7 separate regions of the Mus musculus genome follow, and regions 1, 2, 3, 4, 5 and 7 are each linked to region 6. Evidence: chromatin contacts called from public HiChIP or PLAC-seq and promoter capture Hi-C data. All regions are on one chromosome and are shown on one strand. The core of a region is the stretch at or near the end of the contact, and the rest is flanking DNA. Distances in the headings are between cores, read along the strand shown.

Region 1 (4,020 bases), core at 83-2,582, 1.9 Mb after region 6:
TGTGTATAGGTCTGTCTCCTATGTATATCTGGACACCACATTCATACAATGCCCAAGGAGGACAGAAGAAGGTGTTGGATTCCCTGGTACTGAAGTCATAGACAGCACCATATGGTGGTGGGAGTTAAACCTAAGTCCTCTGGAAACATATCAAGTGCTCTTAACTACTGAGCTATCTCTCCAACCACTTTTTCTTTTGTTTTGTTTTTTCTTTTCTTTTTTCTTCTGTGTAGATAATTCACCCAAAAAAAAAGACAGTGGGGTTGGGGGGAATGTTATATTAACTAGCTATGAAAAAGTATAACAATTATCCAAATGTCTATAGGAAATTGCACATGTAACATATGGCATAAAATAAAGACTGTATACTTGAGTTGATATTATTTCTTAGCTGAGAAATAACTGTTTTCTTTCTGTTTTCTTGATTTCATATTTAATTATACTTTTTCCCACAAAGTTTTATATGCTAGAAGCTTGAGTCCCAAAATAATAGCGTTGAGATGTAGTGAATGAAGAAGAACTTATCAGGAGGTAACTGTGTAATAAATATTCCATTTCGAGGACTGATGCACATCTGATGAAAGTGGGTTAGACCTCTCAGACTAGAAAACTGAGACCAGTCCATATTTAATTTTTTTTCTCCACACAATGCATGGCATTCCTGCACACATTCCCACCAGGTACCTTCTGCTGTGATAGAGCAGATGTCTCTCACCAGAGGCTGAACACACAGTTCTGTCTGATCTTTGCCCTTTTACCTTTCAAAACTACATGGGAAAAAAAAAAGTTGCCTTAGGGACTAATTACTGTGATGAGACACCATGTCCACAAGCATTTTAGGGAAAAGCAATGTTTAATTTGTTACACTTCTATAGCACATTCTGTCAGGAAGGAAGTCAGGGAAGGAAAGCAACAGCAGGAGCTGATGCAGAGACCACTGAGGAATCTATGAAAAACATGTTTTAAAACTATTACCGGAGTGCCCTCCATGGTTCACTTGGTCTGCCTTCTTATGGAACCCAGGACTACCTTCCCAGAGATGTCCGCATGCACAGTTGGTTAGGCCCATCCATCATTCAGTAATTAAGGAAATGCCCTGAAGGCTTGCCTACAACCTGACCTTATTGAGGCATTTAGCATTCCAATCACTTGGTATATGTGTACTGAAACTTAGTACATTCTAAGATACATGTTAGGTCTCAAAAATATAACACATTCCCAGGAGACTTCAATGTAGTGAGGAAGCTAGACGATTAACTCAGTTAGAAAGCAACCAAGTGCTTCATTCCATGACCACAGTCCACACTCAGTGATGAGAAGCAGGAAATAGAGTTTACAGAGGCCAGGCTAGCTTACTGAGAGGTCTGGGGAAGGAAGAGCTTGAGGCAAATTTGAAGAGTCTTCAGGTTACCCAGATGAAGTGGGGTTCAGGGGTGAGAAGAAGTGAGGATAGAGAGTAAGGGACTGCCAAGCAAAGCTAGGGGAATTTGTGGCAGAGCAGACAGGATCAAGTTTGTGGATGCAGGAGAAAGGGAGCAACATGCTGTGGAGACAGACTTCACTGTGTACTCTGAAGGAGCCATTGGTGGACTTAAACTGGGCATAGTTAATACCAGATTTGCATCTTCAAAATTGTGTTGGTGCTAGACTCAGGGAGCTGGTTTCAGTTGATCAGAAAAACTAGTAGCAATGAGGTCAGTAAGTGACAAGGTCGGGACAGTATGTCAGAGCTAATACATTGTAGAAACTCTGGACAGTTGACTTGAAGGCTCTATTACTCAGGGTTCTCTAGAGTCACAGAACCTATGGAATGGATGGATAGATGATAGATAGATAGATAGATAGATAGATAGATAGATAGATAGATAGATAGATAGATAACACAGGCCAAATAACCCATTTCTGGATTGTAGTTCATTACAGATATAGTCAAGTTGAAAACTGGGAATAACCATCACAAAGGCGTTCTGTGAAATTCAGTGAGTTTTGTCATGAAGAGGGGGGAAAAGCCTAGGATGATTGCAAGCTCTGGCTGAAGAAATTAGGAGGAAAAATAAGAGAACAAAACTCAGAAAAACTTAAATATTTTCCAACTACCATGTAGTGCAGCTGATGCATTTGGCCATAAGCTAATTTGATTTTCATAATGATGCCATGACATAGTTAGAGTTTTGTTTACCTATTACACTTATTTTCCTACTTATATATATTATGTAGGTGTGCTATGTATGACATGTATGGGGAGGTCAGAATATAGCTAATGGAAGTCAGTTCTCTTACTGTTCTACAGTGTAGGTCCCAGAAACCCAACTCAACTTGTCAAATTTGGCACTAAGCACCCCTACCCACTGTGCCATTTCATTGGCCCTAAGTCAGCAAGTAAGAATAAAAAGTAGGCTTTTGGCACAGGCATATAATCACAGCACTGGGGAAGGGGCTTGGGAGGGTCTAAGTTTTTGGTTACACAATAAGGCCTGTCTTGAAAAATACAGAAACAAGCAATAGCAACAATAAAATTAGATGAGCTTTTGGAAAGGTAAAAAGACAGTGGAATATGCAGAGTGTAAGAGGTTAACAAGCACTGAATTCAAACACAGGAGTCAAGGGCAGAGTAATCAATAGTGCTATTGACAGCTGAACAGACAAGATACTAGCAAATGTTTACTGTGTTTGGTAACAGGAGTATCGATGGTATGTAACAGCTAAAAGAGTAACTAATGGGACCCACATTATACTATGAGAGAAGCAACTCAATGTTCACCACTGTGCCTGTGCATGCTCCCATGCACAAATAGAATGTAAATTTAAAAACAATTCTTGGTGACATACCTTTAAAATCCAGTTTGGGGGGAGAAGCGCGGTTTGCGCTCTCTCTCTCTCTCTCTCTCTCTCTCTCTCTCTCTCTCTCTCTCTCTCTCTCTCTCTCTCTCTCGTGTGTGTGTGTGTGTGTGTGTGTGTGTAACATTTGGTAGTCAGTTCTCTCTTGCTACCATGGTTTCCTGGGATGGGACTCAGATTGTCAGCCTGATGTGACAAGCACTTTACCAACTGAGCCATCTTATCAACCCTATTTGTTCTTTGTTTGAGACAGTCTCACTGTGTAGCCCAGGCTAGCTTGAACTCACAATGCTTCTATCTCAGCCTCCCAAGTATTAGAATTAAAAGTATGCCCCTCTCTACACTTCTAAAGAGTTCCCCATTTTGTTGATTAGATAACAAGGTGAGTAGTTTTACTCTAAACCCAAATGGTCAAATTTGAGATTTTTAGATCACAATTGTTTTATTTCAAGGAAATAATGTAAAACCAATTCTAATGTCTTTGTAGCCCATTCTGTAATAAATAACTTCTAGGCAACCAATGAAACCAGGTTGTTTGGGAGCCGAGGATGATAGCTAAGAAAACAGGAAGAGAGCTTGCCTTAAATTCAAATTCAGGCCCAGCTTATCTAATGAGATTTTGCCAGCTAGGGCTAGAGAGTAATACAATAAACAGCTAAAACTGAAAGGAAAAATGGAAAACTCGAAATATTTGATATGACAGAACAAACCCTAGTTACAAGGAAAACTGTCCTATTTTGTGACAAATTTGATGTTCCTGCAATTACCTATGTCACCGAGTCCAAAGCACTGAGAAATGCTAATCCTTTGTAACATTTCAAAGTCTCAAGTACTTGTTTTTGCACTGTTGGGGACCAACCCTGAGGCCCTGCAAGCTCTAGTCAAGCGCTGAGCTCCGTGCCCACCCCATCAATATTTTCAAAGGAACGATAGATTTTTCTTTTAGCCTACTTTCTATTGCTGTGATAAAGACCATAACAAAAGCAGGTTGGGAAGGAAAGGAATTATTTCAGCTTATATGTTTCAGTCACAGTCCATCAAAAAGGGAGGTTAGGCAGGGACCCAGAGGCAGGATCTGAAGCAGGTGCCACAAAACAAATGCCAATGCCGCTTAATGCTTGCTCAGCCAGCTTTCCTATACAGCCCAGGGAAGCCACAACCTTAAATGGGCTGCGTCCTTCC
Region 2 (4,008 bases), core at 1,326-3,825, 1.9 Mb after region 6:
ACAGCAGTCACAAACAGTATACAATTAGCATGAGAATTGCATCTCAGCTGGATATCAAGAGAAAATTTGGGGAGTGGTGGTACAGACCTGTAATCCTGGCACTGGGAAGTGGAAACGGGGAAGTTAGCAGGTCAAGGTCATCATAGGTATTACAGGAAGCTAAAGGGCAGCCTATGGTACTAGAGACCTTGTTTCAAAACACCAAGAAAGGAAGGGATGGAGGGAAGGAAGGAGGGAGGTGGTCAACTTACAGAGATTCAGATGAGCACCAGGCACAGAGCTAATGGGACCTTATCTACATCCCTGAGAGGCTGAATCGGACCAGACACAAGCAGGCGGTTACTCTCTGCCTCTTCTACAGCACATTTTCCTCCCATTGAACCATTTGGTACTTACAAAAAGTCAGATTTGGTGAGCCAGTGAATACAAAAACACTAGAGTCTTTTCCAAGGCAAATTCATGTTTTCACAAGTAGGAGTAGAAGAGTTCTAACACGTTCCAGGGCAGAAAACCTAAAGCAGGAGCCAAGAGAAGACCGTACAGGCTGGAAACAGTAAGGCAAAGCCCAGCTTCCCCAATCCTTTGTTAAACATCAGTCCTTTGGTTTCAGGCCGTCCTTTTTTAAATTTTAAATTGAAACATATAATGTTACATATACATACTTGATAGCTTTATAGCTAAAGTGGGCATTTCACAAATACCCATGACATTGAAATTCTTCTCTAATTGTAATATATTCAGTTCAGGTTGTATAGAAATGTGAATACATATGTAGAGCAGATAGCAGGGAAAAACTCTAATCAGAACAAAATTTTCAGGTAGAATATTACGAAGACAATCACCTAAACTAGAGAACGTTTTGTGTCTCATTATTGAATATATATGCATCTGTGATGTGTGTGTGTTTGTGGTGTGTGTGTGTGTGTGTGTGTGTGTGTGTGTGTGTGTGTGTGTGCCGCAGAGCATTGAAAAGAAGACAACCTTCAGAAGTCTCTTTTTTATACCTTTATATGAGTTTCACAGATCAGGCTAAGGTCATGAGGCTTAGACAACAATCTCCCTACATGCTGATCCATCTCTACTGCCCCTCTTACAGCGGTATTTTAGATGCTTTCTCTCCATACTAAACATTGGATTTCTGAGTGCCTCTGCAGGAAGCCGAGGCTTGATGGATCCTTCCGTAGAGAGATTCTTCTGCAGTTACCAACCTCCTCCAGAGAGCTCATTCCTTTACTTCTCTTTCATTCTTGTCTCTCTGCCATCACTCTGACATGGCCTCTCCCCCTGTCCTCCCCTCCTGGTGTCATTAGGAATTTTCTAACTAAACTTTAACATTTCTGAGCAATAGCTTCATTATGTGGACTCTGATTACAGACCCCATTCAGAGGTAACTTTTCGTTAGCCAGCAAAGGTTACCACAGTTCAACATATGTTTGACATTATTCTAAAAAGGCTTTACTCTCTGGTGAGTTACAGAAAAATTGTAAGACTGCAAATCTCTGAGCCAGCAGCCAAAAGCACACACCACAGCATGTGCTTGCTGCTTTTTGGCAACACCGAGCTTTACAGTGTTGGCTTTACTGTTTGTTCCTCTGTTTGGAGACAGAGTCTCCTGTATCCTAGGTTAACCTCAGACTTACTAAGTACCCAAGGATGACCTTGAGACTTCTCATCCTCCTGCCTCCACCTCCAGCATGTCAGAGTTACATGCATAAGCCACCATACTCAGTGTATCCCACTAGATAGATATCCATCTAATTATGGTTAAGTAGAGATAAACAGGAAAAGAGATATATTGCCATCTCCAGCAGCACTCTTGAGGTATGGACTTTCTGGGGGTTCTGTTCTTCATTGAGGTAGACATCAGAAAAGGTCTTCTTCTAGAAAGATTAGAGAGAGACCTCACACAGAGCATCCGAGCTTAATCTGAAGACTGTTTGGAAAAAAGGAAAATGTGGACAATAACTACTAATGTAACATAGAATCCAATTTAACATGGACCTGAATGTATTGCCTCTTACTGAAGTACTTTATTCTTATACCTGGCAAGATGTTCAGAGAGTAAAGGCACATGTCCACTAACTCCTGCAAGTTATCCCCACACACACACACACCTACATACATACACACATGCTCAGACACATCCTCACGAACACTAAATACATGCAAGAAAAAAGTGTGGCTTTTTTTTTTTTTACTTGAATGTTAGTGCATGTTTTTTTCTTCAGCCAAAGGTAAATTACTTCAAATAAATTAAACTCTCTCTCTAACTCTCCCTCCCTCTCTCCCTCTCCCACTCCCTGCCCCCTTTCTCTCTCTCTCTCTCTCTCTCTCTCTCTGTGTGTGTGTGTGTGTTTTAATAGTACATAGCTACCTCAAAGTGTTGCTGGAAGGATTTGTAAGTATGTTAAGTGCTTTGAAGATGAAAAGCAATATATAAACACTTAAATGTTACTATAAAAGCTTAGTACATGAGCTCATAGCACGTGGTCTAAATGGAATGCGTGTGAATACACAATCTGCACATAGTCAACGACAGAAGCAGCCTTAGTTCAGACTCAGACACGTGACACCAATCCTTTAACATCATCAGATGCTTGCAAAGCCTTCAGAAGCTTTGAGTACTTGCTCACTCAGTGTGGGAGGAAACACAACTCACAGTATTAGTCCAGGGCTGACAGATGAGTAGAGACAGTCACAGACAAGAAATAAGAGTCCAGACCTCCTTAGTGCTAGCCAGTCTTCTCATAGATATCCCACTTGGCTTCATCTGTAGGATGTAACTGTAAACAAAAATACAGTATTAGAATTGAAACGTCAGGATTTGTGGCCATCCATGCAGATCAGAAAGCATGCTCATTGAAAACTGCATTTCTTTTCATTCAGAACACCTGCTCCTGTACATCTGTGTTTGCCTTTGAGACAAGGATGACCTTGAACTATAGAAGGATGACCCTGAACTAGTGAAGGATGACCTTGAACTTTTGACCCTCCTCCAGCTACCACCTTCAGAGTGCTGAATCACGGTTGTGCACCACCACGCTCACTTTTATACTATTCTAGAAATGAACCCAGAGTTTTGTGACTTCTAGGCAAGACCTCTACCAACTGAGCTACATCCCCAGCCCTTTCAGTTGTCTTAGAAGGATATGTTGGGCCATTGAGATTGCTCAGCATGTAAGGCCACTTGACACCAAGCCTGAGGACCTGAGTTCAGTTCTTACTTATGACCCACATGGTAGAGGAGACCTGGTTCCCAAAAGTTTCCCTCTGACTTCCACGCTCCCACAGTGATACCTGCACTTATATCCCATATACATACATATGCTCTCTTTCTCTTTCTCTCTCTCTCTCTCTCTCTCTCTCTCTCTCTCTCTCTCTCTCTCACACACACACACACACACACACACACACACACACACATACACACATACACACACACATATACACATTTTGCAACCTGGAATATTGCATAGCCAAAGATTACTCAGTACATATGTGTCAGTTTAATAAGCCTGCCTTAAATTCTCAGGTAAATCAGTGGCTCTCAGTGGCCACTGAACGATGCTTACTACAAGTCAGTAACTCAGATTTCTGGTACTGTTTCCCCAGTTTGGGGTTCAGGATAGCAGAAGCTGGGCCAGATAATTTGCATTTCTAACAAGCTCCCAGAGGATAATGATGCTCCTACTTTTTAATTTGTTTGTTTGTTTGTTTGTTTGTTTGTTTGAGGTGCTACCAATCAAATGTATGGCCTTGGACATGCTGGGCAAACACTCTCTACCACATAACTCTTTCCACAGCCCCACAAGCCTCTGATGATTGACAGCTGCATTTTGAGAACCTTGGTGGTACAGAAACCACACAGTAAGAACTGACAAGAGTGCTGGCCCTGATCTGTTTAGCTCCTTGGATAGAGACTTGAACAGAATGCACAGGGTAGTTAATCTAGTGGATTAGTTAAACTTGAGGACTGGAATTCATAATTAGCAAGGGCAAATCTGGCCT
Region 3 (4,230 bases), core at 1,558-4,057, 2.0 Mb after region 6:
GTGTATCTGTGTATACGTGTGTGTATATGTGTGTATATGTGTGTGTATGTGTGTATATGTGTATGTCTGTGTGTGTAGATATACATGAATGTATTTGTGTATGTATGCATATGGGTGTACATGTATGTGTGTAAATATGTGTATATATGTGTGTATGTATGTATATGTGTATGTCTGTGTGTAGATGTGTGTATGTATGTATATGTGTGTACATGTATGTGTGTATATGTGTGTGGGTTTGTATATATGTGTATGTCTGTGTATCTGTGTATGTGTATATATGTGTTTGTTTGTGTATATATGTATTTGCCTGTGTGTATCTGTGTATGTGTGTGTATCTGTGTATGTGTATGTATGTATATGTGTATGTCTGTGTGTGTTTATGTGTGTATGTATATATCTGTGTATGTTGTATGTATGTATGTGTGTGTGTGTGTGTTTGTGTGTGTATGTGCATGTGTGGAGGGGGCATCCTGGACCATCCCACTCCAGCCACACTAGCTCACAGAAACGGGAGAAATAATAAATTTACTCAAAGCATTGTTATTTGAGTATTTTTGTTTCTTTAGCAAAGGTTAACAGATACATAGACCTACCTAAAATGGTCACAGTTACAGAACATTCTAGAAGAATGTCCTTAGTACTCACTTGCAGAAAAGCTCTTCCCCTCTCACTCTACCCCCTAAAATATCTTTGAGCCTGAGTCTCACTACAGCCCAGACTGACAAACTCATGACTTCTGTCTTAGCTGGCTAAGAGTTAGGGTTCCAGGCAGGCATCACCGCACCTAGCTTGAAATAGCTAATTCTAGTTTCAAAAGGCCATGAAGACATCAAAACACTATCTAGTCATTCTGAGTAATATTATGAAAAGGTTGTTAGAATTTGTTATTTGTGAATAATAACAAGAAAAAAATATATATGACATAGCAATAGAAGGCAGGAGGATTTGATCAATGAAGCCTTATTATACTTTAGAGAATCATATAAATTTTGTTGTTCTAAAGTTCCATAGTGAAAGCTTATTCAAGATAGCTGGATCACTACATAAAATAGTAAAGTAGTATTTGTTTTGTGTCTGTTGTCTTTTTAGAGTTTCTTACATAATTTGGGTTTTCTGATGGCTGGAATGTTCTGACCTCTCCAAGTTCAAAATTGTCTTGTTTATAAATTATGTAATATACATAGTTTGTTATAGTAGCCCAAATGGATTGAGATAGTTTCCAAATATTTGTTACAGCTTCGTTACTTTTAAGTTGGACTACATTTGACTCTAGAACAGCACTCATAATGATTTGTGTGGATTTCCTGGTGAGTTTTATTAAGCTCATTCAATCCTCTGTGTACACACTTAACTAATGAGAACTCCAGCTTCTGTCCAGTACATAGGGGTGCTTTACTGGAAAAGAGCGGCTGTACTCAAGACCCATTTCCCTGGTGTCCTCTGCCCTCAATTTTACACATTACCCACACCCCATCAAACTGTCCAAGCTGCCATGTGTACATCATGCTTGGTAAACATCCATATGTTCCTACAGGCTGTCTCTTCTCCAAACCACTGCCATCTAAACCCTGCTCACGCCCAACTGCTCAAGCACATTTACCACCCTGGCAATCACCAAGGTATACTTGGAAGGTTAATGTAAAGACAGAAAAAGAAAGATGTAGGGAGTAGGTAATCTGAGAGGGAGGAAAGTTTCCTAAAGCCCTACAGATAACAAGAAGAAAGGATTTGTGTCTTGGTGTGTGTTGCTGCAAAGCTCATTTTACTTCCTAAAATACTGGTAATAAAGTATGTTGGCATATTGTAGGCTCATCCTACGTACGAAGACTGCCTATCCACTTCTTTGTAGAAACGGGGATTATCTACCTACTTTCTCATACAAAACATGTCCACGTTGTCTAAGAATGATAATAATTCAGCCACTGTGCTCTGAGCTGTTAAACTCATAAACTACAGTAGTCATTACAAAACCCACTTGCAATCCTGGCAGTGAAGTCCTCCCTAAATCAAACTGATACTAGCTCACAGAATTTTCCAATTCTCAGCGCGATGGCACTTTTACATGTGCAGCAGATGATAAACCAAGTTACAATTTTGAGTCAGTGAAGAAGGCGGCACAACTCAAACTCAAGGGAGACAGCATTTTCTAAATCACGAGACCTCACTGCGCATGTCTGTATATACTAAGTCTTTCTGCACTTACTAGAATTTAAACAAACCCAAACTATGTACGTACCCCTTAGCCATGAAAAACCCGGCCACAACATCTACTATCAACACACGGAAAGTGCATAATTAGATATAACACCTACTTAATCATGCCTGTTCTTTGTGCTCACAAGTTTTTTTCTTAAAGTCTCTTCAAAATCATGCAAAACAAATTTCCTACATATCCTCTCATTTGCTTTGCAATCACATGGTTTGGAAGATGGTTGGAAAAATGAATATCAAAATCTTTTCAGAAATTATCTCTGGGAATTGGGATTGTGAGGAATTTTGATTTTTATGTTATTCATTTTGGCATTGCTTTTGTCTATTATGAGCACATCTTGCCTCTGTGATTAGAAAAGTCAACTACAGAATCACAACCCTTGACAATAATTTCATATGTAACATTACATACCTTTTACTAGAAGCAATTTGCACAATAAATCAGATAGTTTAGAATTTTTTTTGGCCCTGGATGCTTTTGTGAGTCTCAGCATTCGAAGATAAAGTCCTTTCAGATGTTCAATATCTGGCCTCTGCCCAGTGTCTAGGGATTGACAACAGCTTCCCAGAATGCTGTGTGGTATTGAGTCACAAGATGCCTTTCATTTAAAATCTCCCCCAAAGTATACTCAAACTTTTGGCACAGTGCACACCAAACCCAGAGGGAAATGTTCTAATCCTTTAACACACAGACTTTAGGCCATGTTCTTCATTTAAGCCTGTATCATTCCTTAATCTTGACAGCTAAATCCTCACCAAAAGTTTGGCAAGGATAATATAGAATGATGCTGCCAAACAGGTCTCGCGGAGGGTCAGCCTGGCTTCCTCTCTGCTGGAACATGGGGTTATCAAATAAAGGTTTCTTAATGTAAATCACAAACAGGTTTACTCAGAATTTGGCTCCTGTGTTTATGAACAGGAGGAAGAAATATTACCCTTGAGTTCTCTGCCTACCCATTAACACTGTAGATCTACAAACCAAGAGTGTTTCCTTGAACTCCTGTGTAAAAATCAAAAGAAAGACTTTATTTCCAACACTTGGGAACAGAGGCAGGTAGATCTCTGGAAGTTCTTGCCTAGACATATAGCAAGTCTCAAGCCAGCCAGGGAGACATACTAATACTGTATCCAAAATATTAAAAAAAAAACTCTGTATGTTTCAGGTTATGATAAAATTCAGATATGAAAATTTCAATCTTTCCTATGTTTTCTCTGGCTTCTTTACTATTATAAAAAAAGTAGTTACAACAGAGTCAAAGTTGCCTGCTGTGTGTTGAAGGGTGCCTCCCAAAAGTTCATTTCCACTCAGAACATCATTACAACCAGTGACCTTATTTAGAAATGAGATCTTTGTGGATGTAATTATGTTAAAACGAGGTCATAGAAGACTCAACTTTGTCTCTTATCTAATAACTAGTGTCTTCATAAGAAGAGGTGTCACAGAACTATGCAGAGGGAAGATGGGGATACCATAGGACCAGAAGCCCAAGAAAATAAATGTCTGTTAAGTAACAGCTTGTGATATTAGGTGCAGCTTCCAAAGAAACTAATATGCTGCCCACCCAGACTTGAAACTATCTAGCACTTCACAAAAATGATGTTGACCCCTGATCAGGTTGATGTTGGCTTCAGAGGAAAAGTCACAGCTTAAGTTACCCCAAACTGATTCAACCTACAAATTATTCTCTGAACGACACACTTAATATGGGGTATGCACCTATTCACACACACACACACACACACACACACACACACACACACACACACACACACACAGGTGTGTGTGTGGGCATGCACAAATGTATTTCTCTCTCTCTTTCTCTCTCTCTCTCAGTAAGTGTTCTAAAATTATTTTTTAAATAAAGAATTAATGTTTAGTCCTATTTATTTTATTATTAATAATAGTTCGCAGAGACAGGGTTGTACTCCTTAAACAAGGCATGACTAGAACTCACAGTATAGAACAAACCAGACTCGAACTAAAGGCAGTCTTCTACTTCAGTTTTCTAAGTGCTG
Region 4 (3,648 bases), core at 835-3,334, 1.9 Mb after region 6:
TAGATTTATAGTAATCCCCAGCCCTACGTGTGTGCTACTATGGGCCCGCCCTTCTTTCATAGTCACAGCATAGACGAGCCAAAGTCCAAACCTGCTGGTCAAATAATGTGCTTTCTGAAGCTGCTTTTGGAGTGGAATGATCCAGAGGAATGCTAATCCTACCATTGATCCCTCCAGCAAGGGAACACACTCATGGGGCAGAGCACATTTAAGTGGAGTGGGAACTGACTGTCACTATTTTCTCCAGACTATTATCTCCCTCCCCACCCCCACCACCCCAACTCCCCACAGGCAGGCTAGAGACATCCCTCCCTGACTAAGTAGCCTCTTTGTCCAGGAAGTCTTGTAACTACTCTGAGGACAAATTAAAATTCTATTTGTCTCTTTTTCTCTATTTCTTTATTTACTTTTTTGTCTTAGGTTGGTGTGTGTGTGTGTGTGTGTGTGTGTGTGTGTGTGTGTGTGTGTGTGTGTGTTTGGTGGGTTGCTTGGTTGATTGAGACATTTTATATTCCAGGATGACTTTATACTCAAGGAAATCCTCCTGCCTCAGCCCTGGCAGATTAGAATCTTTGTAAAATTCTCTATCCTGCCCCCACTCACTCTCAAGTATTTCAAATTTAACATAGCTGGCAGTTTGAAGCGGCATAAAGTAAAATTCGAGAAGATGCCATAGCAACACATCAGACATTTAATGTCAGGCTTCCTTATGTTCACTGCATTTCAAAAGGCAAACATCAATTATGCAATTTTGGAATGATATTTTACTTTGTAATTAAAAGCCAAGCTCTTTGCACTTGGTATTTGTAGAGCATATGTGCAAAGCAATTGCTCCTTGGGAGAAAAATGGTATCTCTGCCCTTTGAGAGACCTCTGCCTTTAATACTGCTATAAATAAGCCATTTCTTCTTCGTCATCTTACACTTAAACACACTATCTAGGGATCACCAAATAGCATGCAAGAGTAAACTCATTGTCCAGAATTTGGTGGAAATGTTCTCAAATGGTTCCTTTGATATGACAAATATTGCCTTCATTTAATTATAAGGCTGTAAATTTCATCTAATAATGTTCTCAGGCTGTAATTTTTACCCATCTTAAACTGACTTTTTTTGGATAATTCAAATATAATTTGATCAACAAATTACTATTTGATATAAAACTAAGAAAAAAATGCTGTAAAATTATCCCCAAATGGATGTAACTTAGGGTCCCATGATTCTTCTTTATTTGTGCATGTCTATAAATAATTAAAACCATTTACTTAAGTCTCTTCATTTGAAGTCCTTAGACTTTAGTATATCCTGAATGACAGACAGTATGGACTTCCCTTACTCTGACACAAGATAGCTTTCTTGTTGTCTAAACAAGCGTGCTAGGTTGGTGGGGCCTCTGAATGCAAAGACAGACCGATCTTTGTAAGTTTAAGGTGAACCTGGTCTATAGAGTAATTTCCAAGCCAGCCAGGGATGCACAGTGAAACACTGTCAAAAATAAAATGAAAAAAAAAAAAAAAGAAAAAGAAAAAGAAAGAACTATACACTCTTACCTGATTTCTTGTAATTCATTATCAGTCAGGTAAGTAACTGCTCTAGCTTACTAAGGTCCAATAAACTAAGGTAAAAATCATAAATGTCAGTATTTTAACAAAAACTGTATTTTAATTGGATACTAAGAAGACCTCAAATATCTGAGCATACCACTTCAGGTAATAATTCTCAGTGAGGGCTAATTCTTTTTGATAGTAAGTAATTACATATAAATTATACAATTTTCTACAATCTTAAATAAGGCATAATACTCACAGTAAATTGTAAGTTTTCAAACTGAATCAGGTCATCAGTTGTTAAAAAATTCTAAAATAGGACTCTCTCTCTCTCTCTGTTTCTCTCTGTGTGTTTCTCTCTCTGTTTCTCTCTGTGTGTTTCTCTCTCTCTCTCTCTCTCTCTCTCTCTCTCTCTCTCTCTCTCTCTCAAGAAAGGGTTTCTCTGTGTAATAGCCCTGTCAGTCTTGGACTCACTTTGTAGACCTGACTGGCCTCAGACTCCAAGAGATCTGCCTGTCTCTAACTCCTGAGTGCTGAGCCACCACGCCCAGCTTCATGCAGTCTATTCTTAAAGCCAAGCCTCCAGTGAGAGTACTGCCTGTGGGAAATGACCCCAGAAAATTGTGTGACCATTCCTTGAGCATATAACAGTTTGAGGTTCCTCTCCCCTTCTGAGAGATTAGCTCCTGTCTTGTCCTTATCAATGTTCAGTCTAGGAATGAAATATGGTTTTTTTATGATGTCTTTATAATTACATAAGAAAAACTGTAAAATTTGCATGTGAATAAGAGCAAGCCTGAGGTCACAAAGGGGTGTGTCTGTCAATCAGTCTTTCTTGGGTGGGATTTGTGATGTTTATTTAGTCTGCTCAGGAAGCTGGGGTGTTTTTGAGGGTTTTGTTTTTTGTTTTTTTGTTTTTTCCTGTGCTTTTGCTTGTTCAGCTGGGTGGAGACAGGGTCCTGCTTTGCAGCCTGGATGACTGACTTTCTCTAACTCAATTCCTCTTCCTAACTCAACCTCCTAAATTCTAGGATTGTGGGCCTGTGGAGCCCCACCTGGTTCATCAATCTTGCAACTCTAGGCCTGGTCTGTTTTTTCAAGTGGATGAGCTGCTGTGTTTATTGGGTTGTCTATGGCAAATGTTTCAGTTTGACCCAATTGATTGGACCTCACAAACAGCAGGAAATTCATTACCCGCTTACAGAAAAGAACATGAACTCTGTCTGCTTGCTCCTCTGCAAGAGCAGAGCTTGCTATTAAACACTGAGACATTTCTCCAGCATCTTAGGCCTCCTTTATAGAGACACTAGTCTCACTGGGGACCCTTCTTGTGATGTAAACTCTTTTCAAAGGCCAATACTTCAACGTGTTAGTTGCCAATACTGTATTTCGAATATATTTCCTACATTCATATGCTGATGGCCTTTGGCGGCAAGGTTTTGGGAGGTGATTTGGGTTAAAAAAAATCACTGATTATGCACACACACACACACACACACACATATATATATATATATGTATATATAATAGTGGTTTTATAAGTATGTATAAGTGGTTTTATACACTATATATATACATATATATATGTACATACATATATATATGTATGTATATATATAGTGGTTTTATAAGAAAGTACAGACAGACCACACTTTGCCTTTGCCATATTAGAATACAGCCAGCTTCTCTCACCAGATGTACCATACTTGTGCTGGTATGAATGAGAATGGCTCCTATAGGCTCAGATATTTGAATGCTTGGTCCCAGTTGGTGAACTCTTTAGGAAGGAGTAGAAGATGTGGTATTATTGGAGGAAGTGTGTCATTGAGGGTTGATATGTTTATAAAAAGATAAAGAGAGGAGAAGTATGTTTGGTGGATATGTGGTGAGGTGTGGGGGAAGGGGTGCCTCTGTCGGGCCCATGCTGAAGCATCTCTTCCTCCTGAGGGACCAGCCACATATATAGAATAGTTTAGAACAGAGTTTATTCAGTGCATGGGGAGCAGCGTTAAGCGGGTAGTAGAAGCAAAGAAAGGCAGAGAGAGAGAGAGAGAGTAGAGAAGAAGTGTAGAGGTTGGCCATGAGCATGTGGAGAGTGAGGG
Region 5 (3,897 bases), core at 1,139-3,638, 1.1 Mb before region 6:
AACACCTATACACATACACACAAAAAATAATGAAATAAAAATAAAGAATTACATTTTATTTTCACAGCTATTATTACTCTCTATCGAGCTGGGATGCTTAGTATCTCTCAGTATTTAGTTGTACATGGCTGCTTGCAAATGGCTCTTTGCTATTATTTTCTATCAGAGTTTTTCAACTGAATTCCTTAGAACAGAGCATCAGTATAACCTGCACACTTGCTATCTGTCCTATACTGAACTTCCCAGAATTAGATTGCAGTGCTTCAGAGATCTGGAGAAGCCTTTCAGCACATTGTGATGCAGCTGAAATTTGAAGCCAAAGTTATCCTGCACTTTGTAGTTCCCGCCCCGTCCCGCCCCGCCCCGCCCCGCCCCCAGAGAGATGGTTTTTCTCTGTGTAGCCCTGGTTGTCTTGGATCTTACTCTGTAGACCAGGCTAGCCTTTGAACTCCTGAGTGCGTGGGCCATCACCACCAGGAAAGGATCAAGGGTTTTGAAGGTTCCAGGCCCTACAATTGAGCTACATTCCGAGTCTTGCACTTCATTTTCTCATACAAGTAAAGTACAAGTTTAAAACAGAAAAAACAAAAACTTACTGTATCTTACTCTTATGTAAGTGCAAAATGTTCATTTCTGAGACAAGATGTTACCTCTAAAGGCTCTTTTACAAGAACTCTGCTATAAAACATATTTTTAAGCCTGGTATGGTGGTGTATACCTTTAATTCCAGCAGAGGCAGGAAGCTCTCTGTAAGCTCGAGGAAAGCTTGGTCTACAAAACGAGTTTCAAGACAGCCAGGACTGTTACATAGAGAAACCCTCTCGAAAAACTAAAACAACAACAACAACAACAACAAAAAGGAGAAAATAAAAATTCTCATATAAGTTTTCCAAGTAAAAGAGCAAGAAGGAGCAGATTGTTAAATCACTTGTCGCCTCCTAGTGGCAGTGTCTTAATATTGCGACCACTATCACATTTAATATTCTTTATTTACTAGTTCAGGTTAATAGCCTTCCTCATAGATTTTTTTTTCCTCTGCAAGGAGCTTCAGTCATGCTTGCAGAAGACCTAAGTTTACTTCACACACAACTACTAATAGGACAAAATTCTTTCCTGTTTTGTTGTTCATAAGCACTTAAAATTTTTCTTGCAGTTAATGGTCTCGTGAACATTATAACTACATTCATACTAAGAACAAGAAAGGCAGGTCAGCCAGGCTGTAGTGAACACCCTAAACCCCAGCACTTAGGAGGCTGAGGCAGGCAGAAAGCAGAACTTGAGTTGGAGGTCGTCTGGGACCATACAGAGAGGAATGACCGGGCTACACAGTATAAGCCATGTAAAATACAAGAGGAAAGATATCCATTTAGTAGCTCAGGACCAAAGCATCTACTCTAACTTTCAACTAAATATAAAAGAAACCACTCAGACTGTGTCCTCTCCCTCTCAACCCTCAAGAGAGTTGAGAACGATCATCAATGGCAGATAGCAGTTGCAAAATGCAGCACTAAAAGCCGGCTTCACGCTCAGGAAAGGACACTCTGTCTCCTCCTCGTGGTTTCGGGTGCTCTACACAGTCAGAGAAACTTCTCTAGTAACAAACTATAGAAATGATCCCTGAAAGTATAGTCTTAGTTTAGCGTTGCCAGCCGCCGCGAGGCCACCTCTGACAGCACATTTTTAACTAATGGTGACATTCCCCACCCGCCCCCCCCCCCCCGCGAAAACCCCGTAATATTCTCCTAAGGAATACCATACACATGCACTTTCGAAGCTGTGTTCGTATATTATTTTGCAAAAAAAAAAAACAAAAACAAAAACTCATTCTGAATACTTATGACTTGTAAACTAACTCAGAATCAAGTTCATAATTAACATATTGAGGATAATAGCCAATCACACGCCAGTGTCTTCAGTCATCCTAAGAAAATCACTTCCGGACCAGTTTTAAAGGGTGGGTGCGGCTCCTCAGGCTGCGTTTTACTTAAGATGGGTGTTGATTTGTGTCCTCTGCGGTCTGAATTCCACCCTGTCCCAGTAGCGTCACTGCTGGGTTTGTGTTAACTAAGTAGCCACTCTGGCCTAGAATTTGCATTAATCCTCTCCCTCCCGCGTCCTTAGATGTTGGGATGAAAAGTGGAGGCCACCATTGATCCTCTAGTCTCCTTCGGCAGACAATAAACGTGAGGTTTTGTTTTATAGTGGAGGCAGTTGATTACGCTCATCCTCAGCTACTTACTGAGTTCAGTGTAGCCTGAGCTCTATGAGCCACGTTCTTCAAAGTGGGGCTAAATACCCTAAATTCCCGAAGCTCGGAGCGTGTCGAGTCTCCACGTGGGACCCACTTACGGAAGCCTGGCGTCGCCATCTTGCTTTCTGGCCGGAAGCCGGACGCCGCTGCCCGTATCCAAAATGGCATCCACAGGGGGCGTGGCCAGTGATGGCGTCTCCGAACGCTATGGCGGCGGCAGTGGATCCCATTTGGGAGGACTTGGAGGAGGAGGAAGAGGAGCTAGAGGAGGTTGTAAGCGAGGGTCAGAGGCCTGCGGCGCGGGCGGTCTTGGTTGAGCCACCCCTGGGTGGGGAAGGGAGTCTGGGATGCGGACGGAGGGAGGGAGGCCGGTAGACAGCTCGCTGGCTTTCCGAAGCCCGAGAAGCCGTGGAGGGCTAGCTTCAGTTCTGGTTTACCCATTCTAGAAAGAATCGGTTTCCACCAGAAACTGGATCGAGTTTTCACAGAGAAATTTGGGGCATTTCTTATTTACTGCCCCTTGTCTACCTTATTAACTTTGCTTTCTTCCACCAGGAGCAGTTTGTTCTGGTAGAATTGTCAGGAATCATTGATTCAGACTTTCTCTCCAAATGTGAAAATAAATGCAAGATTTTGGTGAGTCTTAGAATTCGGGGAATGTTGTAGATTTTCTTAAAGTTAAAACAAGACTAAAAGGTGATATGCTTGTCCACAAAGAGAGAGACGTTCATCCCACCTTACAAAGCAGTGATCAAACGCTCCAGGCTCATACCAGAAGAGTAGGTTACAAGGGAGGGATTCTATGGGAGCAGAGAAAATGCCTGACTGCTTCTTCTTCACTGTCTGAATGTGTGGCTGGAGAGAAAGAGCAAAACACCTTGTATGAAACTTCTGGGGGACTTTCAGGACAAAGCCTAATCCATGCTGTTAAGCAGTGCCTGCCTTCCTTGTAGTGGGCGTGGCCTCAGTTCTATCCTCCAATAGTACCACAGTTGAGTGTACTAGTCTGGACGCAGACTCTGGTCTAAGTGTGGATATGTATGCAGTGTTGCCCGGCCGGTCACCAAGTACCCATGTCACCTGCTTCACCATGCCTTTGGTGTGTCTTTGGCTCACTCCTCACAAGCCAATTAGGAAAAAATAGCATGAGAGCAGGCTGTCCTGGTGCACACCTGTAATGCCGGCACTGGAGAGCCCAAGGCAGGCGGATCCGAAGTTCATTGTCATCCTACCCCCCAACTCCCCGGAATGCCCTGGAACTCACTTTGTAGACCAGGCTGGCCTCGAACTCAGAAATCTGCCTACCTCTGCCTCCCAAGTGCTGGGATTAAAGGCGTGCGCCACCACCGCCTGGCTCATTGTCATCCTTAATGATATAGTAAGTTCTAGGCCACCTTGATCTACAGAAAGCCCTGTCTTCAAAATGCCTGGAGAAGACACAGTTTAAAATATTACGTTATTGCCTGATGATGATACATACCTTTAATCCCAGCACTCATGAGGCAGAGGCAAACGGATCTCTTAAGTTTGAGGCCTGCTTGGTCTGCAGAGTGAGTCCCAGGACAGTCAGGGCTGTTACACAGAGAAACCCTGTCTTTGGGGGATGGGGGTAGGGATGGGGGATAAAGCTGTTATCAAAATTTTTG
Region 6 (3,843 bases), core at 794-3,293:
GTAATAATCAAAGAGGTGGCTATCAAGAAAGGGAGGCTGGGGTGGAGCCAGGCAGGGAAGCATGTGTGAAGGGATATTGCAAAGGCAGGTCTGAGTGCATGCACGTAAGGGAGACCATGTTCCAGGTCTCAAGTAAGTAAAGCGATCTAAAGGACAGCACCCTCCCCACGAGAACAACTGCGCCCGCCGCTGTGGAAATTCACTTTAATCAATCTCACACCACCATGTCTCTACCCACCTTCTGAATAGCATGTAGCTTTGGCAGAGTTGATCCAAACAATAAAAAAGTATGCTTATGACTCAAAAGGCCTGAGTTTATACTGTCCATCCCCAACAATGACGCTCCAGGTTTTAACCTCCCAGTTCTTTGAATTTGACTAATCTGACTGTACTGGAGGCTCTGGGATTCATCAACAAGACCAAAGTCAGGTTTCCCGAGAAGATAATGGCTCCAACATCTAGTGAACAAATTCAAACTAAATTTCTACAAAGTTGGAAAGGCCTGATATTTAATTGTAATTGTCAGGATAAGTCCACTACAGCTGGTTTATAGAGAACTTTGAAAACGGATAAACTTAATGATTTAACATTAAAAGACCCAGGCATATCTCAAATGTCAAAAGGATTCTAACATCTGTATCTTACACTAAACGAAAAGTAACACACATTGTGAGCAGTTTCCACCTCTTTCATTTCTGCATACTCTGAGGGCAAGTAATATGCAAAATAATCTTTCAAAACCTGGCCCCCGCTAGACTCATACCATAGTGGGCAGGCACCCTCAGTGAAAACGTCAGGTTTTCAAAGTTACTGGGAGTCCCTTTAAAGGTTCTTTTTGGCTTCTTACGGAAGTCTATCAAGGAAGCGCGCTGTTCTGCAGAATGGTATGAAAATGGGCTATGAGAATACGCTTTGATCAGAACAGCAGACACCGTCCTAGCTGGCAACTGTTTCCTTATCCTCTAAGATTCTGCTGACAGGGAAAGGAGGCGTCCTACCAAGCGGAGACAGACTCACCCACTTACCTGGTATCCACATTCCTGAAGAAGCTGCTTATAGCGTCGTCATAAATTCCTTTCTAGAAACAAAACAAACTATAGCATTTACGTTTATTTTCTCTAAAACCCTTTTAGCTGTAGCAACTCTACAACGCTGAAGGGGCTCTAAGAAAAAGAAACCTAGGTCGACTCTTCCAATTACATCTAAAGGTAAAATGCCAAGAGAACCCCTGACTAAGTTTAACAGTGATGAAAAAAGCACACCCTGTAGGATTATACAGCTGGTACTCCAAGTGGGAATTTCTTGGGATTCTTGGTCGTTTGATGTATTTACCTACTTTATAGTGCTTTCATCTATAGCATCTACTGTCTTTCAAAACAACAACAACAACAACAACAACAGGAGGAGGAGGAGGAGGAGGAGGAGGAGGAGGAGGAGGAGGAGGAGGAGGAGGAGACTGCTAAAGATCAGGGAAACTTAAGACCAAACTCCTGACAAGTGCCTTCTGCCTGTGACTTACAGCAACACGTTTAAAAAGAAACTAGCCACGACCGGTATGAGAAGATCCTATGCAATTTATGGTACTGATTAAAAAGCCCAAGTAATCTGGGCATGATAGTGGTAGTCCTGGGGATGCAGAGACAGATGGATCGCTGCAAATTCCAGAACATGATCTACACAGCAAGTCCCAGGTCAGCCAGGGCCCCGTAGCAGGATCCAAAGCACCCCTCCCCAAACCTCATGTGAACTCTGGCAGGCCCGGGTGACAGGCAGGAGGGGCGGGTACCTGGTTGACCGCTGCGTGCTCCCTCAGCGCCAGGTCCCAGAAGCAGCAGCCGATCTGGTTCCCGCACTGTCCGACTGCAGCCAGTAGCGAGGAAGAGAGAGAGGTGCATTAGGAAGGCAACCAGGTGACTGGCTCCGCAGCGACCCGGTCCCCGCGGACGGGGGTAGCTCACCCTGTACGACCACCGACTGGGTCATTCCGCCGGGAGGACCAGCAGGAGCACTCCCGCCCAAACTCCCGCCTTAGCTTTCGAGCTCAACGACGCCCTACGAGGGGCGGCCTTAAGTCACGTCGCTGCCGCAAGTAGCCAATGTCGTAATGCCCTTGTTTCTTTACGGCCAGGACTTCTGCGCAAGCACATTTGCGGCTAGCCGTTACCATAGCGACTGGGCCTCCGGCAGGTAAATCCTAGCTGCCCTGTCAACATCCTTGAGCATCTGCAGCTCCGGAGGCCCTGGTAACTGACGGGTAACTAGGTTTCAGAGAGGCATTTAAGATAAGGGACTTTAACTTTGATCACGGGCTTTGAGAGGCTCACAGCCTAAACAGCCAGGACAGTGGGTCCGATTTCTCAGGATGATGCCCGCTAGTGTCGTTATCTAACAGAAAACGAATGTGGAGGAACACAGAGACACCCCAGACAAATAGGCTTATCTGGGAACAAGGGAAGCTAGGTACACTCCGACCAAATACCACAGCTAAGTTCAGAGGCCAAAGCGATGCACTCTTCAAACTTAAGATTTCTGGATAATTCAAAACATCTACACAAATCCAACTTCCAACAGCCGGCAATGCCATTGAAGATACACTCGATGCACTCAAAAGATATGACCTAAAATATTACATGGCGCTGACAAGGAGAGCCATAATATTCAATGAACAAGGGTCTAGGAAAAGAAAAGATGGGTTAAAAGTTAAGGCGTTTGATTTGATGTATGAACAATGTAGACGAGATTTTTTAAAGGCAGGGGTGGGGCACGAAGTTCGAAAGGGGAAAAAAAGGTTATTTTTCAGAAATTGAATTTTTACTGGGCAAATTAAATGAGGCTTTAATTAAGAACTAAATTAAGAATTTAGGCTGGAGAGATGGCCCAGTCAGTAAAATGCTTGTCTCTGAAGCACGGGGACATAAATGCAGACCCCAGCACTTAACAAAAATCTGGGAGCCTGTAACTCTAGGCTTGGAAGGCTGGAGAAGGGAGATCCACAGAGTCTAGCTGAAACTGTGAGTGTCAGATTCAGGGCTCAATAGGAGACAATGTCTTACAAAGTAAGATGAAGGATAACTAAGGAAAACACTTCATGTTTCACATCTTGTTTCCATAAGTGTGCACACACACAAATCCCCTCACTAACTTTAATGCTTTAATGAAGTTAATATTTTCCACAGAAATTCTGAGAAACTACAAAACCTTTAATCTTCATTTAGCAAAAGTTAAATTATACTTGCTATTAATTTGTCATGATATGTAATATGATATATAACATGATAAGAGCCACAATAATTGATTGATTGGTTAGAATACCTTATTCAGCCGCCAGGATACAGCTTAGTTTGTTATTACACAGTTTTGAAAGATGTGAATTTTGACGTTGTAGTGGGGTGTATGTATTGCAGAGGCCTTTCCATGTTTCTCTTTGGGTGTCTTACATCTCTTGTAACTAAGGGGGCAGATTTTAGCCAGGAAAAATTAGAAATTGCTGGATTTACTCTTACCCGCTTCTTGGTAAGCATGCAATCTGTGATAAAGGTAGTCAGACACTTTGGGTCTTAATATTGAAGTCCCCAAATCTGGGGTTTCCAAAGTTTGCCAAACATGGACAAATATGTGGGCTGTGATGTTATTAGGTCGAATCTATAGATTCTGGTGCTAACGCCCGTGGTGTTCTGGCCTTTGCAGAGCTCTGCCCATGCTGTAGTTCCTGTCATTCTCCAGAAGCCACGCAACAGCAAGGAGTTGTAAGAAAGTCCTTATGAGTTTCACCGATAACTTCAGTCTGCAGTGAATCAGATGTGTCTGCTTCACAGCCAGGTAAGGTGCCATCTTCTATACCAG
Region 7 (4,216 bases), core at 1,397-3,896, 1.8 Mb after region 6:
TCAAGGGATGGAGACAGGGGGATCAGGAGTTAAAGGTCAGAAGGTCAGCCTCAGCTACATCGTAAGTTCTAAGATATCCTGGCTTACAGGAGATCATGCCTTAAATTAAAAAAATAAAATGATCAAGTAATGAAAACAAGAGCAATTACCACTGGACGAACTCGTGTATTTGTTCTATTTGTAAGCAGGGAGTGTCCAGTTATCATTCATTAATTAGGCTAGAAAATGATGCAGTGCTAAAGAAGTAATCAAGTAGGGAAAACAAAGAACAAAAAAGAGAAAGAAACAGAGTAGGATGTCTGGGAATCTCCTATACTCTGGGCCAGTCAGAGATGGCTACTCAGCATGATGTTTTGTTTGGATTATCCAGTCATCCATCCTGCTGTGGAGAGCATCTTTATGCAGGTAATAATCACAATATTGTAAGTACCACAATAGTACATTTATAAGTTCCTTGGGAGGCACATAATTTCAGAAGACATGTCAAACTTGGTAAATGGCAGGAAGGACCCTACAGGGGGTGTCTGCACTGTTTGACAACTAGACTCTAGTAGAGGCCCTACGACTATCTGCCTGGGTTTTTCCTTTAGCAACCAGCACTTGTATTTCAGCTAGTAAGCCCCAATACTCCTATGTCCTTCTGGGAAATAGAGTTTGGCAACCATTTCTGAGGGCAACCAAGCCATAGAAATGAGCTCCTAGTTGTTGCAGACTCCAGACTTCTATACAGATCTACACACACATGACCTCAAAACTGCTTCCTTCCATACTGGACTTTTCTACTAACACTTACAATTAACTGGCTGAGGAAGAACTAGATGCTGTGGAGAGAAGAAAAGGGTGTGTGTGTGTGTGTGGAAGGATTTGTGGGTCACATTTTCATTCTGCTCTCAGACATTTTTAGTGAGAAGTGAGTGTGTGTGTTTGCAATATTGATCTGAAATTTTGAGAAAAAAAGAAATAATGAAGCTTAAGATTTACTTCTGTTGTTTTTACTCTTTAATTATGAGGGAATGGGTGCGTATAGTGTACTGGGAAGCCAGAGGTGAAGTTCCCACACCCCAGAAATGGGAGTGGTGTGCTGAATGGTGGTCTAGGGCCTGGACCTGAGTTCTCTGAAAAACACTGCACAGTCTTAACAGCTGCAACGCTTAAACACAAATGCATAATGCAAAGACGCCCTTAAATCTGTCCAGCCCTATTGAAGACTTAGAATGTTCATGGTGTTTTAATCCGTAGAAAATGTCTTTCCAATAAAAGAACTTAGTGTCACATGAGAGCTGAGAACAATATTATTATAGTCCTTACATCCTCAGCAATAATAAACTAGGACATAGACTATGTGCCCACCCATGTCACTAACGTGTCAGGACGGGACCATCCATTCAAATGCACCATTTCTCCAGGCTGCACACAAGCCTTTGCCTTCCACCAAATCCTTTGTGCCTGGGACTCAGTCGTGTGCATGCATACTCTGAATCTCGGGGTTTGTCTGTTAAATGTTCTGTCCTTTCCTGGCTTTCTACTCTCTGTACATCTGTCTTTGCAGATGTCCCTGAAAATCCAAGTCCAGAAGAGCCTTGATCACATCTGCTGATGTCTTTGAGGTCATTGTTTCTGATCCTAGAACCACTTCACTTTGACACAATTCTTTTCTTTTTGTGTGCTCCATTCTCTTTGTTTTTTACAGCAGGGGGCTTTTTTTTAGAGCATGGTTTCACCATGTTAAACAAAACAAGCTGTTCATAGAGAGGTAGTGCTTGATCTCCTTCCTACAGGAAATCTAAGAGTTGATCTCATACAGGGTGAGAGTCCAGGTTACTAGAGGCTAGGCAGACTACAAGGAAGGAGAAAGATAGCAGGAGACAGGGATTAATGTGTTCAAAGTCACAAGCAGATGAGAGAAAGAAACAGTATAGCCACTGGAGACAATAATGGATGTCTATTTCAAAAGTAGAAGAAAGCATTTTTTTAAATTGGCAAAGAAATAATAAACACTAGAGGATCTGTGTATGTTGTGATTTAAACATTAGATAGTGTCTTCCTGTATAGACTATTTCATGGTGCTCCATTAATGTGCATGTTTGCATGTACCTGGGGAAAATTAATATTAAAAATTCAGCCAGGAAGTAGTCACACATGCCTTTAATCAAAGCACTTGGGAAGCAGAGCAGGCAGATTTCTGAATTTGAGGCCAGTCTGGTCTACAGAATGAGTTCTAGGACAGCCAGGGCTACACAGAGAAACCCTGTCTTGAAGAAAAAAAAATTCAGAGAGAGCTGGGTGTGGTGATGCAGCCTATAGTCCTGTCACTTGGGATGCTGAGGAGAGGCAGGAGGAAGCAGAGAGACAGAGGTGAGAAGAGGAAAAGATTACTTAAAAATGTTTGTTGTGAGATGAAAGCACCCTCAAATGCAGCAAAGGAGGATGTAAAAATACTAAGGCTGGACAGATTGAGTATCAGCCTGAAGCTGGAAAAATCATCTCAAAAGACAAACAACACAAAACCCCAAATCTCACAACTAACAAACAAGGAAAGAAGAGTGAGCCTCTCCAGAGAACAGGAGGGCGGTTCTCAAGGCTCTGGCTGGGCTTCCCCGGGTTGCTAGGCTCACTCACTGGGCTCTGAGCATTCAGAGACCTGGGACCCATGCATTTTGGTAATATTTTTCATTTTCTAACCCCTACAGTCACAGGGATTTGCCAAAGCCATTCCCCTAATGCCAGTCAAACTTGTCATCCTTGAAAAATAACAAATAAAATTCGCAAATATTTTGATAGTGTCTATTAAAAAAAAAAGAAAGAAAATGAAACCTGCTATCATTTTGCCAGAGCACTTTCTACCAAGGGCGATGGTGTTTACAGGAGTTTAAGCAAATATTTGCATGAGGGGCCCTCACCTGTTACAACACTAGGATGGGGTCCAAAGTGCAGCACCTACCCAGGCTTTCCAAGGGTTTCCATGAACTCCCTGGGAGTGACTTTCCTGGCCTATTGCCCACGTCTTTGAAATGGGCATATCAGCTTTACCCCATCACTTATCAAAGAACGTGTCCATTACTGGACCAGATAAAATTGTGTAAGTGCTCATTTGAAATCCTTAGCAGTCGTTCCTTGTTCAGACTCAGAAAACAGTCATTTTAAGTGACAATCTGAATCTCCTCATAGGAGGATATGGGGGAGGGGGGAGGGAAAAAAGAGAAAAGGAAAGAAGGAACTAGAGGAAGTTATCCAGACCTTAAGCACTCCTTTCCCCGCCCAGAATGTGACCTGAAGGTGAGGGTGGGCAGTCCTGACTTTTCACCAGGAAAAGTCAATACATCTGATCGTTACAAAGCAGAGCTCTACAGGAAGTCAGAGGTTTCAGAAGAATGAAATCAATCCAGAATTTTAAAGGAAGAGAAGGGACAGAAATGTCCTCTGTTCCATCACATTTCCACATGTCTACAATCACCACTGGAGTCTCCTTTTATAATATGCTGGGTATAGCATATGACATTCCCAGGGAAAGGTAACTCAAACCTGGTAAACAGAAATGGGCAGTGGCTGCCAAACATATAAGAGAGCCTTGGAAAACAAGACACAAGGACAAAGACAGACAGACGGCAATGGCAACTCCAGAGGGCACTGGCTTTCCTGATCTTTCAGTTCCATGCTTGAGTAGAAAAAATAAGTGCTGTATGCCTAGATACACCCTCTTTTATTTCTGTTTAAAATAACCATAACTTTTCTCTACTTGTAGGCTAGGTTAGATGGTGGCACTTGTATCTACTGAGAAGACTGATAACAAGGAAATTTTACAGCCCAATCTTATTGCTTCCATAAATAATGCTCTAATACTTCAGATTTGAAGATTCTTGCCCATTATTTATCCCCTCAAAAGAATGTCCCAGAAATATGCCCCACTCCTACAGGCCTTGCTCTGTTAATTGCTCTTTTTGTTTCTTAACTGAGATGTGCTTCCTTGTGTCTCCCAGGCTGGCCTGGAACACTTGGAGTATGAAATCCCACTGTCGTCTTCTCCTGGAGAGCTGGAAGCAATGGGGTCACACTCTACTCTAGGATAAAACCTCTGAGCTCACTTACGGGTTTAAAAAATCCAACAAAACCTACTAATCCCTGGGCTTGCCCTAAGCTCAGGACTTGAAACCCCACAAATCCCCACCCTAGAAAGCTCCACCCTAGAAGACTCTGTCCCCCAATAAACCTGTATAAT

The links. Promoter capture Hi-C pulls out the DNA fragments that hold promoters and counts their contacts. HiChIP or PLAC-seq counts read pairs in DNA pulled down with a chosen protein or histone mark.
Region 1: an H3K27ac HiChIP or PLAC-seq map of large pre-B cells shows a contact between it and region 6, with 6 times the contacts expected there. The contact joins the enhancer-like site here to the promoter of Tube1 in region 6. A contact is called at or near these places in 8 of 39 promoter capture datasets (the 3T3-L1 cell line, the C10 cell line, hematopoietic stem and progenitor cells and 4 more), 1 of 115 datasets of contacts at active chromatin or transcription factors (large pre-B cells) and 1 of 9 other capture datasets (liver).
Region 2: a promoter capture Hi-C map of the SN4741 cell line shows a contact between it and region 6, with 5 times the contacts expected there. The contact joins the enhancer-like site here to the promoter of Tube1 in region 6. A contact is called at or near these places in 4 of 39 promoter capture datasets (the SN4741 cell line, embryonic stem cells and neutrophils) and 2 of 115 datasets of contacts at active chromatin or transcription factors (large pre-B cells and stem cell-derived neural progenitor cells).
Region 3: a promoter capture Hi-C map of stem cell-derived epiblast-like cells shows a contact between it and region 6, with 6 times the contacts expected there. The contact joins the enhancer-like site here to the promoter of Tube1 in region 6. A contact is called at or near these places in 8 of 39 promoter capture datasets (the 3T3-L1 cell line, the C10 cell line, the SN4741 cell line and 4 more) and 1 of 115 datasets of contacts at active chromatin or transcription factors (astrocytes).
Region 4: a contact with region 6 is called in a promoter capture Hi-C map of embryonic stem cells, with 5 times the contacts expected there. The contact joins the enhancer-like site here to the promoter of Tube1 in region 6. A contact is called at or near these places in 3 of 39 promoter capture datasets (embryonic stem cells, liver and stem cell-derived epiblast-like cells), 3 of 115 datasets of contacts at active chromatin or transcription factors (embryonic stem cells, extraembryonic endoderm stem cells and large pre-B cells) and 1 of 9 other capture datasets (embryonic stem cells).
Region 5: an H3K27ac HiChIP or PLAC-seq map of epiblast stem cells shows a contact between it and region 6, with 4 times the contacts expected there. The contact joins the promoter of Gtf3c6 here to the promoter of Tube1 in region 6. A contact is called at or near these places in 3 of 39 promoter capture datasets (the C10 cell line, embryonic stem cells and hippocampal neurons), 1 of 484 Hi-C or Micro-C datasets (cortical neurons), 6 of 115 datasets of contacts at active chromatin or transcription factors (the NIH/3T3 cell line, T-cell acute lymphoblastic leukemia, astrocytes and 3 more) and 1 of 9 other capture datasets (liver).
Region 7: a contact with region 6 is called in a promoter capture Hi-C map of liver, with 2.7 times the contacts expected there. The contact joins the enhancer-like site here to the promoter of Tube1 in region 6. A contact is called at or near these places in 5 of 39 promoter capture datasets (the 3T3-L1 cell line, frontonasal cranial neural crest, hippocampal neurons and 2 more) and 1 of 115 datasets of contacts at active chromatin or transcription factors (pancreatic cancer cells).

The regions. Positions count from the first base shown.
Region 1 is chr10:37,270,788-37,274,807 of GRCm38.p6, reverse strand. No RefSeq gene overlaps it. Among named protein-coding and RNA genes, the nearest start is that of Gm26535, 47 kb to the left of the region's middle. Within about 2 kb of position 1,332, at least 5 of the 459 cell types and tissues checked have an H3K27ac peak or open chromatin away from gene starts, as enhancers often do.
Region 2 is chr10:37,239,393-37,243,400 of GRCm38.p6, reverse strand. No RefSeq gene overlaps it. Among named protein-coding and RNA genes, the nearest start is that of Gm26535, 78 kb to the left of the region's middle. Within about 2 kb of position 2,575, at least 35 of the 459 cell types and tissues checked have an H3K27ac peak or open chromatin away from gene starts, as enhancers often do. A contact at or near this core is called in the SN4741 cell line, where this site is marked.
Region 3 is chr10:37,158,523-37,162,752 of GRCm38.p6, reverse strand. No RefSeq gene overlaps it. Among named protein-coding and RNA genes, the nearest start is that of 5930403N24Rik, 21 kb to the right of the region's middle. Within about 2 kb of position 2,807, at least 7 of the 459 cell types and tissues checked have an H3K27ac peak or open chromatin away from gene starts, as enhancers often do.
Region 4 is chr10:37,211,292-37,214,939 of GRCm38.p6, reverse strand. No RefSeq gene overlaps it. Among named protein-coding and RNA genes, the nearest start is that of 5930403N24Rik, 74 kb to the right of the region's middle. Within about 2 kb of position 2,084, at least 15 of the 459 cell types and tissues checked have an H3K27ac peak or open chromatin away from gene starts, as enhancers often do. A contact at or near this core is called in embryonic stem cells, where this site is marked.
Region 5 is chr10:40,256,203-40,260,099 of GRCm38.p6, reverse strand. It overlaps Gtf3c6 (general transcription factor IIIC, polypeptide 6, alpha), which reads left to right and starts at 2,388. Exons shown (of 6, transcript NM_026113.5): 1 at 2,388-2,521; 2 at 2,807-2,887. The coding sequence starts at 2,441. It overlaps Rnu3a (U3A small nuclear RNA), which reads right to left and starts at 1,632; the gene lies at 1,421-1,632.
Region 6 is chr10:39,132,223-39,136,065 of GRCm38.p6, reverse strand. It overlaps Tube1 (tubulin, epsilon 1), which reads right to left and starts at 2,043. Exons shown (of 12, transcript NM_028006.2): 1 at 1,959-2,043; 2 at 1,787-1,860; 3 at 1,026-1,078. The coding sequence starts at 1,983. Fam229b (family with sequence similarity 229, member B) reads left to right here and starts at 2,160. Exons shown (of 5, transcript NM_183254.2): 1 at 2,160-2,243; 2 at 3,688-3,819.
Region 7 is chr10:37,324,746-37,328,961 of GRCm38.p6, reverse strand. All of the region lies in intron 1 of Gm26535 (a long non-coding RNA gene), which reads right to left. Among named protein-coding and RNA genes, the nearest start is that of Gm26535, 7.3 kb to the right of the region's middle. Within about 2 kb of position 2,646, at least 23 of the 459 cell types and tissues checked have an H3K27ac peak or open chromatin away from gene starts, as enhancers often do. A contact at or near this core is called in liver and pancreatic cancer cells, where this site is marked.